Linked DNA regions of Rattus norvegicus: region 2 is linked to region 1. The links are chromatin contacts, called in public Hi-C maps. All regions are on one chromosome and are shown on one strand. Each heading gives the region's core, a stretch centred on a gene start, on an enhancer-like site or on the middle of the called end of the contact. The rest is flanking DNA. Distances are from core to core; before and after follow the strand shown.

Region 1 (6,993 bases), core at 1,629-4,128:
CAGGGAGAGAGGACGCCAGATGCTATCTGAATTCTGTCTGCCTGCTAATGATCAGCTTTAGCCTTTCCTAACTTATTAAAAACGATTCTGTATCAGACATAGGCGGCCAAGGCCAGCAGAGCGGCAGAGCCATCAGTGTGCAAATAAAGCAGAAAATAGAGACATCCTTAAGAAATGAGCCTTAAATTTGATGTAAAGCGGAGGTGACAACCACCGAAACAAAAACATAAATTCTAAATGTTTCCATGTCTTGCGGGGTTCTTTCTTGTCCTTCACACCAAAAAGAAGAGAGTAGAAAAATATAGAGTGGGGAGTAAGATGGGGAGGGGGAGACAGAAACAACCAAGCCGCCCAAGTGGCAGGATTATGTAATGAGGATGTCCGCGTGACAGACTTGGGCTCTCGGTGGCACAAACCTCCTTGGCTCGCTTTCAGAAGTCTTCGTCCTGGACCAGAGCCGAGACACTGATGTCCGGGACACGCGTGGGCCAGGGAGACACGCCCACGCGCGCCTGCTCGCACGCAGACCGCCCGACCCGGCTGCGTCCACGCCATCCGCTTGGTGCGCGGCTCTGCGCGGGCCGCGGACGCTCCCTCGTGGCAGGCCGCGCCGACCGTTAGTCCGGCTGAGCGGGCGGAGCCGGGGGGCGGTACGGCCGCGGGAGGCGGGGACCCGCGCGTCGGGGCGGGGACGCTCCCTGTAGAACTCCGGCCTGCCCCGAACCCCGAATGGTTAGCCGGAGAGGCAGCCTCAGGCTGCTTCACGCTCCCCGGGGCTCCGGCTCCGCAACCCTGTCAGCCTAGCTCACAGCCCGCCGCCTCAGCGGCGGACCGCTTCTGGTCTCCATGACAATACGCAGACGAAGACCCTCCCAGCCACGCCCCCTCGACGCTAGCACTCTGAGGGAAGCGGACTACGTCATCCAGAGGTGGGGCTAATGGATACCGACGCCCAATCAGAGGTGAAGCTGTGTCCGGGGAGGGCGGGATGGGCCTAGAGGTTCTTGGAGAATGTAGTCCGCGGGGGTCCAACCTCTTGGGGGCGGAACCTGTAGCCTGAGTGCTAAGTAAGGGGGCAGCCTGCGCGCGTGCGTAAAAGCGCGCCGCGGTGAGGGTCCCTGTGCAGTCAGTGGGGGGGCGGGGGGGGGAGGGGCACGGCCCTAGCTAATCAAACTGTTTGCGGGCCAGAGAGAATCATTGCAGGAAAATTTGTATATAGTTACGCTCCGGCCTGAGCGTGGCGAGGTTGTGAAAGGCCACAAAATGTTTGGTGTGTGCACTCTGCGGCCGTCCGTCCTGGTTCACCAGCGCCCCTGTCTGTCCCATAGCTTCAGTGCGTCTGTAATTTGCGGCGGCGGGAGGTGGAGACCAGGGGCGAGGGTCTGTTTTGCCTTCTCACTGTGTGGCCGTGGGAGGTTGCGCGCGGGGGGGGGGGGCGCGTTCCGAGAACTCTGCCTGTGACTCTGTGATGTGTATTCGCCTGGCCAGCGCCTCGCTAAACAAACAGCGGTTGGGTTGGACACTGTTCTGCCCAGTGTTTGCAGTGGAACTGGGGCGAAGGCGAGAGAGGGGGAAGGCGATTTAGTGGAACAAAAGGGACGAGATCCCACACCCTCCGGCCCCAAAGATCTGACAGGGCGAGGTGCCCGTGGCCAGCCATGAGAAGCAGGCAACGCTACGTGGGATGGCAATGGGGCCGGGGGCTTCTGGGGGACCTATTCGAGTAGAACAGCGTCTCCGTCGGGCATTCTTGCCCACTGCTTTCCTCTCTCCAGAGAAAAGCCACAACCCCCGCCAGAGACCCCAGAGTCTCCTCTCTCGCCTCCTCTAGGCTGGTGGATGGAAGGCCCGGCTTGGGTCCTTCAGCTTAGGCCTGGCTCTTGCCCACCTGCTGCAGCGGCTGGCGCAGAAAGGCGGTCACCCCGGCTTCGCTGTGCCCCGGGAGGCGGCATCCATCGACTCTCCCTGGGACCTGAATTCCAGGTCTCCAGCTCAACCTAGAGACCTCCGGCAGGAGGGAGAAGAACCACCTCCCAGCCCAGTTTTCTGGAGAACAAGACGTCCACCAACTTCGCTATTCTCACTGGCGAGGAGGGCACAGAGCGTTCTCCCGAGCGCAGCCCTCCGCATCTTTCCCTTTGTGTTGCCGAGCGGCCCAAGCCACGACCAGGGCCAGTGGTGCGTCGAGATTGCCGCTCCGCCCAGAGTTAGAAAGAGGAGAAGAAAGTTGGAAGCGATCGGCGTGCTTGGGCTGTGATTGTCATCCTGGGGCCGGCGCTCGAGAGTCTGAGAGAGAAGGAGAGGAAGAGTCGGGGAGGGAGGAGGGGGAGGCCGGGCAGAGGAGGAGAGGGGGGTGGCGGTGGAGAGGCGGGCGCTAGGGAGGGGCGAGGGGAGCGCCAGTGAGCGGGAGAGGAGCCGGGGAGGAACAGGGAGAGGGCGAGACGCGCCTGGCGGCCGGGTTGGCTGCCGCCGGCCAGAGGCTCCTGCCAGTCCCCCCACCGACTACACCCCGGGAAGGAGGAGCTTCGCGCGCGCACAAGGCGTCAGAATCCTCAATTTCCAACTTAGCATCTTGGCAGGACCTTTGCAAAGCCAAAAGCAGAGCCCCCCGGTGCAAAGAGCGAGGGAGGGGGGGTGGGGGGAGAGAAAGCCTAGCCCGGGCAAGCGGGGCGCGCAGAGGAGCGGGCGCGGCGGTCGCAGCCGGAGGCGCGCGGGAAGCCAACCAGGAGGCGCCGCGGGCCGGAGCCCGGGAGCCGAGACTCGAAGAGCTGCGGCCCGGGGCAGCCAGAGGCCAGGTGCCCACTCGCTCGCCCTCTCAGGGCGCCGCCCGGCTCGTTGGCCGCCGCGGCGCGGCGCGCCCCATGCCCGTGTGTGGCCATGTCCTACCCGCAGGGCTACTTGTACCAGCCGTCCGCCTCGCTGGCGCTCTACTCGTGCCCCGCATACAGCACCAGCGTCATTTCGGGGCCCCGCACGGATGAGCTCGGCCGCTCTTCTTCGGGCTCCGCATTCTCGCCCTACGCTGGCTCCACTGCCTTCACGGCTCCCTCGCCGGGCTACAACTCGCACCTCCAGTACGGTGCCGATCCCGCGGCTGCGGCCGCCGCCGCCTTCTCGTACGTGGTGAGTGTGAGCTGGGTCCGAGGCGGGCTGGCAAGCGGGCAGTCGGGGCCAGGCCTGCAGAGCCCGGCTGCGGTGGACACGGGCCTAGGCGCCACCTCACCCGCCAAGCTTTGCGGCCCTTGCAAACTTGAGCGATTGTCTTGTTCGGCTTTACTCGAGCCGCGGGCTCCGGAATCACTCTAGCGAAAGCCGCGTCTTGCTGGGATCGCCGAGCTGAAGGGAAAGGTTTGGGGCGCGGGGGAGGGGGGATTGGTCTTTGCTATGAAGAACAACATTTGCCCCAGAGCTCTGGGACAGACCGCAAATTTCTTCTTCTTCCTCTTTCTTTCTTTTGGTTTTGCCATGTTGGAAAAGTAGTTCAAAAGAAGCAGACCCGAATTCTGAACAGTAGCAGCATGCTAAATCTATGTAAATGTGTTTGGCCCCGCCTTTAATTAATCCCCCAAAATGTTGCAAATCCGTAATCCTATCTTCGCAATCCGATTTGAAAGTATTAAATTTCTGAAACGTCCAGCGAGGTGCGGTGTATCCGGGTTTTTACGGCAGGGTGTGCTTTCTGGAAAAGCGCAACGGCTTCGGTTAGGGATAGCATTTTTGAACCGTCGGTGTGCAGGCTACTGAGGCTCAGCTTGTCTGTAGGGTTTCTTTGAAGATTAAAGAAAGAGCCTTTACTTCCCTTGCTGTACCCCTTGAGCCCAACATGCGGCCACTCTGGAGCAGAGCTCTGAGTCGCTGCTGAGGCTGCTCAGGCCTCTAAGAGAACCGTGGGCCCTTCCGTAGAGGCCAGATCTGAGACCTGGGCACCGAGGTTCCCCAGCAGACAGTGGCCTCCAAGGTGGTGTGTTAAGTTCTGAACAGCCTCTGGGGTCCCCAAGGGCCAGATTTAGAAATTGGGGGTCTTGCTGCCTTCGGAGGAGGGGGAAGGTGGTCTTGTGTTTTAACTAGCTAGCTCTGTCTGCCTCAGGGGAAGCTGGAGTGCGGGCCGCGCTGGCACGCAGAACCAGGGACAGAGGGCAAGTGGGTTTCAGCCTTTTAGGTGGCCATGTAGCCCATACCCTCACTCACCTAATCTCTGCCTGTCCCCCACAGGGCTCTCCCTATGACCACACTCCCGGTATGGCGGGTTCCTTGGGATATCACCCTTACGCCGCACCTCTGGGCTCCTATCCTTATGGGGATCCCGCGTACCGGAAGAACGCCACTCGGGACGCCACTGCCACTCTCAAGGCCTGGCTCAATGAGCACCGAAAGAACCCGTATCCCACTAAGGGCGAGAAGATCATGCTGGCCATCATCACCAAAATGACCCTCACCCAGGTGTCCACCTGGTTCGCCAACGCGCGCCGGCGCCTCAAGAAAGAGAACAAGATGACGTGGACGCCACGGAACCGCAGCGAGGACGAGGAGGAGGAGGAGAACATTGATCTGGAAAAGAACGACGAGGACGAGCCACAGAAGCCCGAGGACAAGGGCGACCTCGAGGGCCCCGAAGCAGGTTGGTGGATGCGGGAAAGGGTGTGTTGAGAGGGACTCGAAAGGCAAAGGGGGCCTGGAGGGGGCGCGCACGGGTCCCTGCCTCTGCTGGCAGGAACCCGGGCCGGGCCGCGTGGCCTCCACTCCTCTGACAGCCTGGGTTTTGCCCACAGGAGGAACAGAGCAGAAGGCGGCTGCGGGCTGCGAACGGCTGCAGGGGCCGCTCAGCCCCGCCGGCAAGGAAACTGAAGGCAGCCTCAGCGACTCGGATTTTAAAGAGTCGCCCTCCGAAGGCCGCCACGATGACCTGCCCAGGCCCCCGCGTGCAGGCGAGCCCTCCCCGGCTGGGCCCGCAACTGCGCGTCTGGCGGAGGATGCGGGTCCTCACTACCCTGCGGGTGCGCCGGCGCCCGGCCCGCACCCATCAGCCGGAGAGTTGCCCCCCGGCTCGGGCGGATCCTCGGTCATCCACTCACCACCGCCACCTCCGCCACCGCCTCCGGCCGTGCTAGCCAAGCCCAAACTGTGGTCTCTGGCAGAGATAGCCACATCCTCGGACAAGGTCAAGGACGGGGGCGGAGGGAGCGAGGGCTCTCCGTGCCCACCGTGCCCCGGGCCCATAGGCGGGCAAACCCTTGGAGGCAGCCGCGCTTCTCCTGCTCCGGCGCCCGCACGCTCACCCTCGGCGCAGTGTCCCTTTCCTGGCGGGACCGTGCTGTCCCGGCCTCTCTACTACACGGCGCCCTTCTATCCGGGCTACACGAACTATGGCTCCTTCGGACATCTTCACGGCCACCCAGGGCCAGGGCCAGGCCCTACAGCGGGTCCTGGCTCTCATTTCAATGGATTAAACCAGACGGTGTTGAATCGTGCGGACGTTTTGGCTAAAGACCCGAAAATGTTGCGGAGCCAGTCTCAGCTAGACCTGTGCAAAGACTCCCCCTATGAATTGAAGAAAGGTATGTCCGACATTTAACTCTGGTGCGGTAACCCCGGACTTTCCTAATTTATTAAAACCATGGCCTTGGCAGTTATTTTTCCATCATCAAGAGAGAGAGAGAGAGAGAGAGAGAGAGAGAGAGAGAAAGAAAAAAACCTACCCCTCTTATTCAGAAGTTTATAGTTTATGGAGATGGATGGCATAAAAATGTATACATCTCCACACTCGAAAAAAATTGTTTTAGCCAACTGAAAAGAAAAAAAAAAACTTAAGAGGATTTGTATTAAATCTTATTCTGTATATTTAATGTAGCATTTTGTATTTAAATTGATAATTCAGTATCTTTGAAGTAAATTATGAAATCAAAACACCTGTACAGGCATTTAATGTTTTTGTAATATAAATATATACATTTGTGTTCCCCCAAAACTGTTTCATAGTTTAAAAATACAAGTTTAATTTAATTTTTTTACACCTATTGATTTTTCTGGATATGAGCTAAAGTATTATTACAGAAAGGAAACAGGTTATACGCTTAGATTTAAAAAGTAAGAGAAACTGCGGTGGTCTTTGTAAAATGCAAAATATTTAATTAAAGGAGATTTTAACATAATCAGAGCCACTTTTACTTCTCAGATGCCTCAATAAATTGTCAATTGCCTGGGTCAAAAGGTGCAACTGTAACTTTTTTCAAAGTGGGAATGAAAGGTGCAGTCACAGACAGTGTGTCGGGGCGGGGCGGGGGTTTTCACAAATTAGGCCACAAACCCGTGGGGGAGCGGCCCGGTCTGGGACCGAGGATTTGGATCATCCTTGCGGTGTGCTTGAGGGGGAGGGAGATTGGACCCTGGAGGAGTGAGAAGAGCCCCAAGTGTGTTCCAGAAGGGAGAAAAAGGATGACAAACCAAGGCAGAGTCGCACACCACCCGAGAGCCATCGCTTAACCTAATTACTTCCAATCAGTGTCGTGTTTTATGCAAAGCAATCAGCTGGTGAACTTTGCTAATGAGTTCGATTTTATGCCGGATTTAGCCCATATTACTATTTCAAAGGTGCTGTTAGCTAATGCGGGCAAGGAGCGGTAGGGGATGCCAAGTGGGAAGGCGCCATCTCCACTACCCCTTCAAAATTGGGCACTGATCTCTTCTTTGGATTTGATTAAATCAGTGACTGCTCTGTCCGCGAACCGTGAGGGTGGCCTGCGGCCTTGTGGATGGAGGCGCAGCCTCCCAGCAGGGACCGCAAACCCGCAACGCGACGGTTCCCCCCTTTCACAGGTAGGTGTCACACTTGTCCTGAATTTTGAGCCTGTGTTTTGCAGAGTCGAGGCTCGGAGAGTGGGCAGAAGGGGGTGGGAGGTGGAGGAAGCATCATAGTCACTAGGGGCAGTGAATGGAGTCCCCAAAGGGAGTCGGAGGCCCCTCCCCCATGGGCCCCGTTTTGGATAAGTGGCTTCA
Region 2 (7,118 bases), core at 1,899-4,398, 1.1 Mb before region 1:
CTGTCTGAGCAAGATGAAAGCTCTCATCCTAGAAGGAACACTGCACCCAATCATGAGCACTGTCTTCTCCGAGCAGAGGATTTCTGCCAGTTTCCTTAGGAAATGCGCTAAGATTATCATTCTTCCTTTCCTTATTCGTCTATCCGAAACAACGGCAAACCCTTCTATAGTCAAGAAATACTGCCATCCCTACTCCTTTCCTTAAAGAAAGCATGAATTCTAGGGTGAAAAAATAGAAAACAACAACAACAACAACAACAACAAAAACAAAAAACCCCAAACAAACAAAAACCACAACTCAGGTCATGTTAAATAGTTTTTATGGGCTGGAGAGATGGAGACATGATTCAGAGGTTAAGAGCACTGATGCTCTTCCAAAGGTCCCGAGTTCAATTCCCAGCAACCATATGGTGGCTCACAACCATCTATAATGAGATCTGGTGCCCTCTTCTGGTCTGTAGGCATACATGCAGGCAGAAAGCTGTATATGTATACATAATAAATAAATATTAAAAAAAATAGTTTGTTGTATCATCTCATAGTTGGCCAAGTCATTAAGTTTACCTAATTTTAAACACAGAACAAATTATACCCACCTCATTGTCATTCTAAAAGCGAGTGAGATAGATACAAACTGAAGGCATTTAGCAAATGTGCGGGGTACGTAGAGAGTCTAGGAATGCCTACAGACTGCCTGGTGTGCAAATGAACGGCACCTTTCAAGCTTCGAAAAGGAGGCTCCATATGTTCATGGTGTGCTTTTACTTTAGCCTCACCCCTCCTTTGTTACTTCACGTAGGTTCCAGGGATTAGCTATTGGCTTGTTCTAGAACTTCTACTTTCTTTTCTCTATAGAGACATAACACAGTCAGTTAGTTTTGCATCTGGACATGAATAGACAGTGTATATTAAGCAAATAAATGGCGATATAAAGGAACAGTCGAGGAAGGTCTGGATGTAAACTGTTAGTGAAGTGTCTTGTGAGGAGGAGACTTGCGAGTTCTAGAATGTTGGCTGTAGAATGTGAAAGCCAAGAAGTCAGAACACTCGTTCCTCGTGTTCGCCTGTGTCTCAGAAGCTGGCACAGAATGTGGCACACTCAGTGAGCAGCATTGATTAGGCTGTCACTTGAATGGATGAAGGGAGCTCTTGGATTTCGGTGTCTGAAAGCCGAGACTTGGCTACATACATGTGCATGAAGAGTATCTCTTGGAGAGAGGGGGCCCGGAACTTTGATCGGAACTCATGATGGGCTGAGAACCAGTGCTGGGGACAAATGTCTCAAGGTATGACTACAGAAGATGATGCTAACACATGCTGCTCACTGTGCTTCCAGGGCACATAAGCAATGTCTACTCAAATGGCTGCTGACCTACAAACAGAAGCTAAGACAAGGCGCTCAGTCGCTCAAGGTCATTCACTCAGGAATCAGTTGTTTGGTGATAGTTCTGGTTATTACGACTGAGAAGGAAATTGTTATTAGCCTGAAGTAGGCAGATGCCATGGCGAACGCTCCCTCTTTGCTCTCAGTGATCCACTTACACTCTCCTCTGCTTTCCTCAAGCCTGGCACGCTTTTTATTTAATTCCAAAGGCTCTTCTCTAGCTGTTCCCTCATACTTCAGAGCTCAGCCCAACTTGCCCTTCCTTAGACAGAGTTTCCTTTACAGTTCTGTGTTAATTTTCTTCCCGGTTTCTAACTTCTTTTTTTAAGGGAAGCCTATGCAAGCTAGGCTAACATGAAATTCACCAAGAACCCTAAACACACTGGCCTCAAATTCTCTATTTTTGCTTTCCTTCCTTCTTTCTTTCTTTCTTTCTTTCTTTCTTTCTTTCTTTCTTTCTTTCTTTCTTTCTCTCTTTCTTTTTTTTAGGCCTCACTATGTAAACCTTGCTGGAATTCAGAGATCTACTTGCTTCTATGTCTATGGTTAATGGCGAGTGCCACCCTGCCCTGTGCATGCAGACTCGATCTGCCCCGAGTGGCACCACACCCTACTGTGGTTTCTTACAGCCTTTGTCACCATCCCAGAGTTGTTCAGTAATTCATTGTCTTGGAATTCATTTTTTAACCTAGCATAGGATATTTTCACACTTATATCATATTTTCTTGCTTATATACGTCCCCCTACCCTGTCACCTCCATCTCTCTAGCTTCCTCTCACTGGTCTCCTTCCTCCCCCAAAATAGTCCCCCTTCTGCTATCTGATGTCACATAGTGGGCATCATCGCCATGAATTTATTATTATTGAATGAATAAATGAATGCCAGGCACTGAATTTAAACAAAATCTCTGCCCTGTAATGGCTATAACTGACTGTGGTGGTGGGAACTTGAGGCAAGACCTATTACTGAATTTGAGACCAGCCTGGGCTAAATAGCTAGTTTAAGGCCAGGCTGGAATACATAGGGAGACCCCTTCTTTAAAAAAAAAATAAATAAATAAATAAAAAATCGACAATCAGCAACAACAGTAACAACCCCCTTGGGAGGCTTAGGCTCTACCATCCAATCTCAAATCCTGGGAAATAGAGCGAACTATTACTGTGACTTTGAGTTGTAGCCAATATGATAAGAATTGGCGAGGTTTCTGGCTGGACAGGGCAGACTGTGATGCAGGCCTGAGTATATGGAGGTGTGTCGGGATAGACTGCTTTTTACGCAAGAATCCCAGGTCTACATAGCCCGGGCCTCGGAACAGACTCCAGGCCCTCATCTGTGAGGCAGTGGAAGGGTCGGCCAACCTGCATCAGCCCCCACCTCACAGGGTACTCACCTCCGCGTTCCCCCTCAGCTACCTACCGTTGCTATAGCGCCCAGGGCGCGAGCCTCTGCAGGCCCAGAGGAGCACGGGAAAACAGCGGGTCCCGTTACTCACTGGGAAATGTAGTTCTCTGTAGGTTCCCGGTCGTCGGCGGGTCGCGTAGCGGACTACGCTAGCCTTGCTGGCTGACTGGAGAAATTCGGCTCCGAAGCCCAAGGAGTTCTCGGGATTCTCGCGGAGCATTCTGGGAGGGGTAGTTCTTCTAGGTATCAGAGACAATGGCGCCAGGCGGGAGACAGTCGTTGAAAGAACTACACACAGGAGGCGGGGTCCAGGGCGAGGGCGGACACGGCCCACGGTGGCGAAGGCGGCTTTAGAAGCAGCATGAAGCGCGTCCAGACCGCGGAGGAACGGGAGCGGGAAGCTAAGGTTTGTGGGGCTCCGGGCATCTGGGATTCTGCGTTAGTCCGGGGCTAGAGGCAGGGAACCCGCAGACCCGCTGGGATGGCTGAGTGGATGCTCGGCGTTAAGCCAAGGGATGTCAGGGCCTTGTTTGCAGGAGACTGCAGACGTGGTGTGTGTGAGTGTGCGCGCGCACGTCTGTGCTGTAAATTCGTATTGCTCTGGATGCAGATCTGGATACAGTTAGACTTGGTCAGAAATGAAAAGATAGACGTCTAAGTCCGTGTCCTGCTTCTTGTAGCTATTCCTTGGTTATATTTGTAGCCACTCTCGTGCTTCAGTTTACCAGTTTACCGCCTGTGTCTTTTCAGCTCTAGAGGAACTGAGCCACAGAATCTGTATGGTGAACTGTTTTTATTTGGATCATTGCCTTAATAGCCAGATGACTCTTCTGCGTGGTCACATCAAATACGTTTTCCATAGCTTCTGTGGCTAGTACATTCCTGGACTCTGTCGTTGTTGTTCAGCTTTCTGACAGTGGACATTCCGTGGGATAATAGTAAGAACAGCAACATTTCCAGCAACTTTTATATCGAATACCTGCATTAAATGTATAATTATTTCATATCATTGCAGCAGATAGCAAAACAGATATTACATAGGTAGTATAAACTGTCTGTTTTGAAGATGAACAGTGGAAGCTCAATGTTTTCCTTTCCCCCATTCCCAAAGTTGGGACCTATTGATCAGTCCACTTTTTCATTTCTATTACCTCGGGTGAAATTACCGTGGTCACTCAGTGGATTGTCACTACAGCCTCCTGCTTGGGCTCTATTCATTCTCATCTTAGATCTTCTGTACCTGTCTCCTCCCGCAATCATATCCTTCCCCACCCTCTTTAGAGAGTGATTTTTTTCTCTTCAGAATTTAAATATAGTTATGACCCACTGGCAGCCACCCATTCAAAACTCCATCAAGGACCTGTGCTGCTTAGGATAACTACAAAACACAACCTGAAAGATCCTGCATGGTTTGGGTCTACTGTGCTTCCTCACAGCCTCAGTGGACACAACAGATTCTGCCCATCTTAGAAGTCTCTCTCGTCTGTAGTTCATTTGGTCAAAGGCCTCTGGGTAGGTTGGGTATGCAGTTTGGTGTTTATTCTCTGGTAGGTAAATATTTGGCAGTGAGGCTCCGTGGGAAATAAAACAGGCGGTCATAGAATTTTGTCTCGTTAAGATTAAGTCAGTAGACCTAAGGATGGACCGTTCGGAATCTTCTGTGTGAAGGCCTGAGTTATGTATTTTGCAGACATGGAAACAGAGTCTGGCAGAAGCTATCCTTTGCTTGGGCTATTTCTTTTCTAGGTGGGATTAGAGATCAGAGTCAGCCCCTATGACTAATCTCCTAGCTCTTTCTGTGACAGTCACTGAAAACAAGGCTCGGGTAGCTGTTTTAAATTTTAGACAGTGTCCCAGTAACCATGAATGATGGTTTGTCTTTCTGTTCAGCGAAATCAAGGTATAATTTTTATAGAGACTCATTTGTTGTGAGCACTTTGATAAGTTTTGGCAGTTTGCATATATGTTTCAGTTGCATAGAGAACATCATTATCTCCTTTAAAAAGTCATTTCTTTACAGCCGGTTTCTTTATTTTACCCCCAGGCAGTCATGTGATCAGTCATGATTGTTGAAGCTATGCTTTCTGGAAGCATACAGTACGTACCCTGATGTCATTTTTTTACTGGTCACAGTAATTTTTCAGATCTGTACAGGTTAATGCACATAGTATCAAGTTGGTCCATTTCTACTGCTGAGTAATAGTACATTTTGTGTGAGTCCATGTTTTGTTTGTTCACTCACCTGTTGCCCGCCATTTGGATTGTTACATGGGCTTGAGACGATTAAGAATAGAAGCCGTGAACAGTCATGTATCTATTTTGGTTTATACTGGCCAAATCATCCATGTGCAATTTCCTCAAGTGTTTCACCTCTGTGTCTGTGCAACACTAATGTTTTTGTTTGTTAGGGCTCCCTTTTATGGTTATTTGTGTGTGTGTGTGTGTGTCTCTGTGTGTGTGTGTGTGTGTGTGTGTGTGTCTGTACATAGGTATGCAGGTATGTGTGTATGCAAAGAGCAAAGCTCCACATTGAGTTTTTTCTTCAATTGCTTTCCACCTTATTTTGAGACAGGGTCTCTCACAGAAGATGGAGCTCACTAACTGGGCTAGACTTGCTTGTCAGCAAGCCCTGGGGATCTTCCTGTCTTCACCTTTCCTGAGCTGAGATTACAGGCATGCACTGGACCTTGCTTTTCACATGGGCCTGGAGATCCAAACTCAGGCCCCTTTGCTTGTGGCAAGCATGTTATTAACTGAGCCATCTCTAGCCCCAGGACATTACCATATAAATAGAATCATAAGACATGTGACCTTTCTGTTTGTCTGCTTTCACCCACCATGCATGTTCATCCATGCTGAGGTTCATAGATCTTGTAATACCTATCCATTCGTCTCATTATCCGGTAGATGGTATTCTTATATCTGGACGCACAGCATGATGTATTTGTTTTATTTCTTATTTACTTACTAACTATTCTTTCTGTTGCTGTGATAGAACATCACAACCAAAGGCAACCAGGGGAGGAAAGTGTTCATCTTCATTGTCTTGTAATACTTCATCATTGAGGAAGAACTGGCGGAGGAACTGAAGCAGAGGCCATGGAAGAGCACCGCTTACTGGCTTGCCCCTCGTGGCTTGTGCAGCCACTTTTTTCTTTTCTTTTCTTTCTTTTTTTTTTTTTTTTTGTTCTTTTTTTTCGGAGCTGGGGACCAAACCCAGGGCCTTGCGCTTCCTAGGCAAGCGCTCTACCACTGAGCTAAATCCCCAACCCCTGCAGCCACCTTTCTGATAGTGTCCAGGACCATGTGCCCAGGATGGCAACACCTACAGTGGGCGGGGCCCTCCCATATCAATCGTGAATCAGTTATCCAAAACAGTGTCTCACAAACATGTCCACTGGCCAGTCTGATGGAGACAGTTCCTTAATTTAGATTCCCTCGTCCCAGGTAACTGTAGTTGTGTCCAGGACATGGAATGCTTGGTGAATAATTGATTCATTTTTTTTTTTTTTTGTTCTCATGAAAACCCTGCCCAGTTGCAGCCTGGTTTCTGTATGGACAGGGCAGAGGTCTGCGAGCAGAGCTGCGAGTCACATTCTAAGACTACACTTAATATTTTGAGAAACCACCACACTGTTTGCCATACGGGCTGCACTACCCCACGTTGCTCATAGAGACGTTGAGGGCTAGAATTTCTTCAAGTCCTTGTCATAGCCTGCTACCGTTTGTCATTTCATTGTAGCCTTCATGGCGACCAGGACATAGTTAAGTAGTTCATTGTGGTCTTGATTTGTATTTCCCTGATGACCAATAATATTATATGTTATATACTTAATGAACATGTGCGTAGGTGAGTGTGCATGTGTGTGTGTGTATGTGTGTGTGTGTGTGTGGGGTGAGAGTGTATGGATGTGTTTGCATGCATGTATGGGCGTATACGGTAGCGATGCATGCTTGTGAGGTAGATGTGGGGAGTCTCTGTCAATCTCCACCTTTTTATCCAGGCTAGGTCTCTCAGTTAAAGCCTGAACTTGCAGACACAGCTAGTCTGGGGATCTACTGCCCATGCTTTATTAGTCCTGAGACTAGAGGTGAACCCTACTCCTCCTACCTGTCACTTACCTGGCCTCTGAGAATATGAAGTCCTTTCTTCAGCACCCGGCCATCTCCCAATGGGAAGTGTGTGTCCCATTTTTCTTCTTTACCCAGTTTTATGGTTGTTATTGTTAGCTTATTAAGTTTTACAAGTTCTTTGTATTTCCTGGCTATATTTATTGCCTTGGCTTCCTAATGAGTTGGGATTACAGTCCTGAACCAGAGTGTTAAGCTCTT

Evidence for each region. Hi-C and Micro-C count contacts between places; a contact is called where the count stands out from the background.
Region 2: a Hi-C map of mammary epithelial cells shows a contact between it and region 1, with 3 times the contacts expected there. The contact joins the promoter of Fto here to the promoter of Irx5 in region 1. A contact is called at or near these places in 2 of 12 Hi-C or Micro-C datasets (the Rat2 cell line and mammary epithelial cells).

What each region holds. Positions count from the first base shown.
Region 1 is chr19:30,810,715-30,817,707 of GRCr8, reverse strand. It overlaps Irx5 (iroquois homeobox 5), which reads left to right and starts at 2,878. Exons shown (of 3, transcript NM_001030044.1): 1 at 2,878-3,123; 2 at 4,213-4,618; 3 at 4,770-5,572. The coding sequence starts at 2,878. The coding sequence ends at 5,572. It overlaps Crnde (colorectal neoplasia differentially expressed), which reads right to left and starts at 848. Exons shown (of 3, transcript NR_132649.1): 1 at 417-848.
Region 2 is chr19:31,860,947-31,868,064 of GRCr8, reverse strand. Fto (FTO, alpha-ketoglutarate dependent dioxygenase) reads left to right here and starts at 3,148. Exons shown (of 9, transcript NM_001039713.1): 1 at 3,148-3,192. The coding sequence starts at 3,148. It overlaps Rpgrip1l (Rpgrip1-like), which reads right to left and starts at 2,834. Exons shown (of 26, transcript NM_001107414.1): 1 at 2,776-2,834.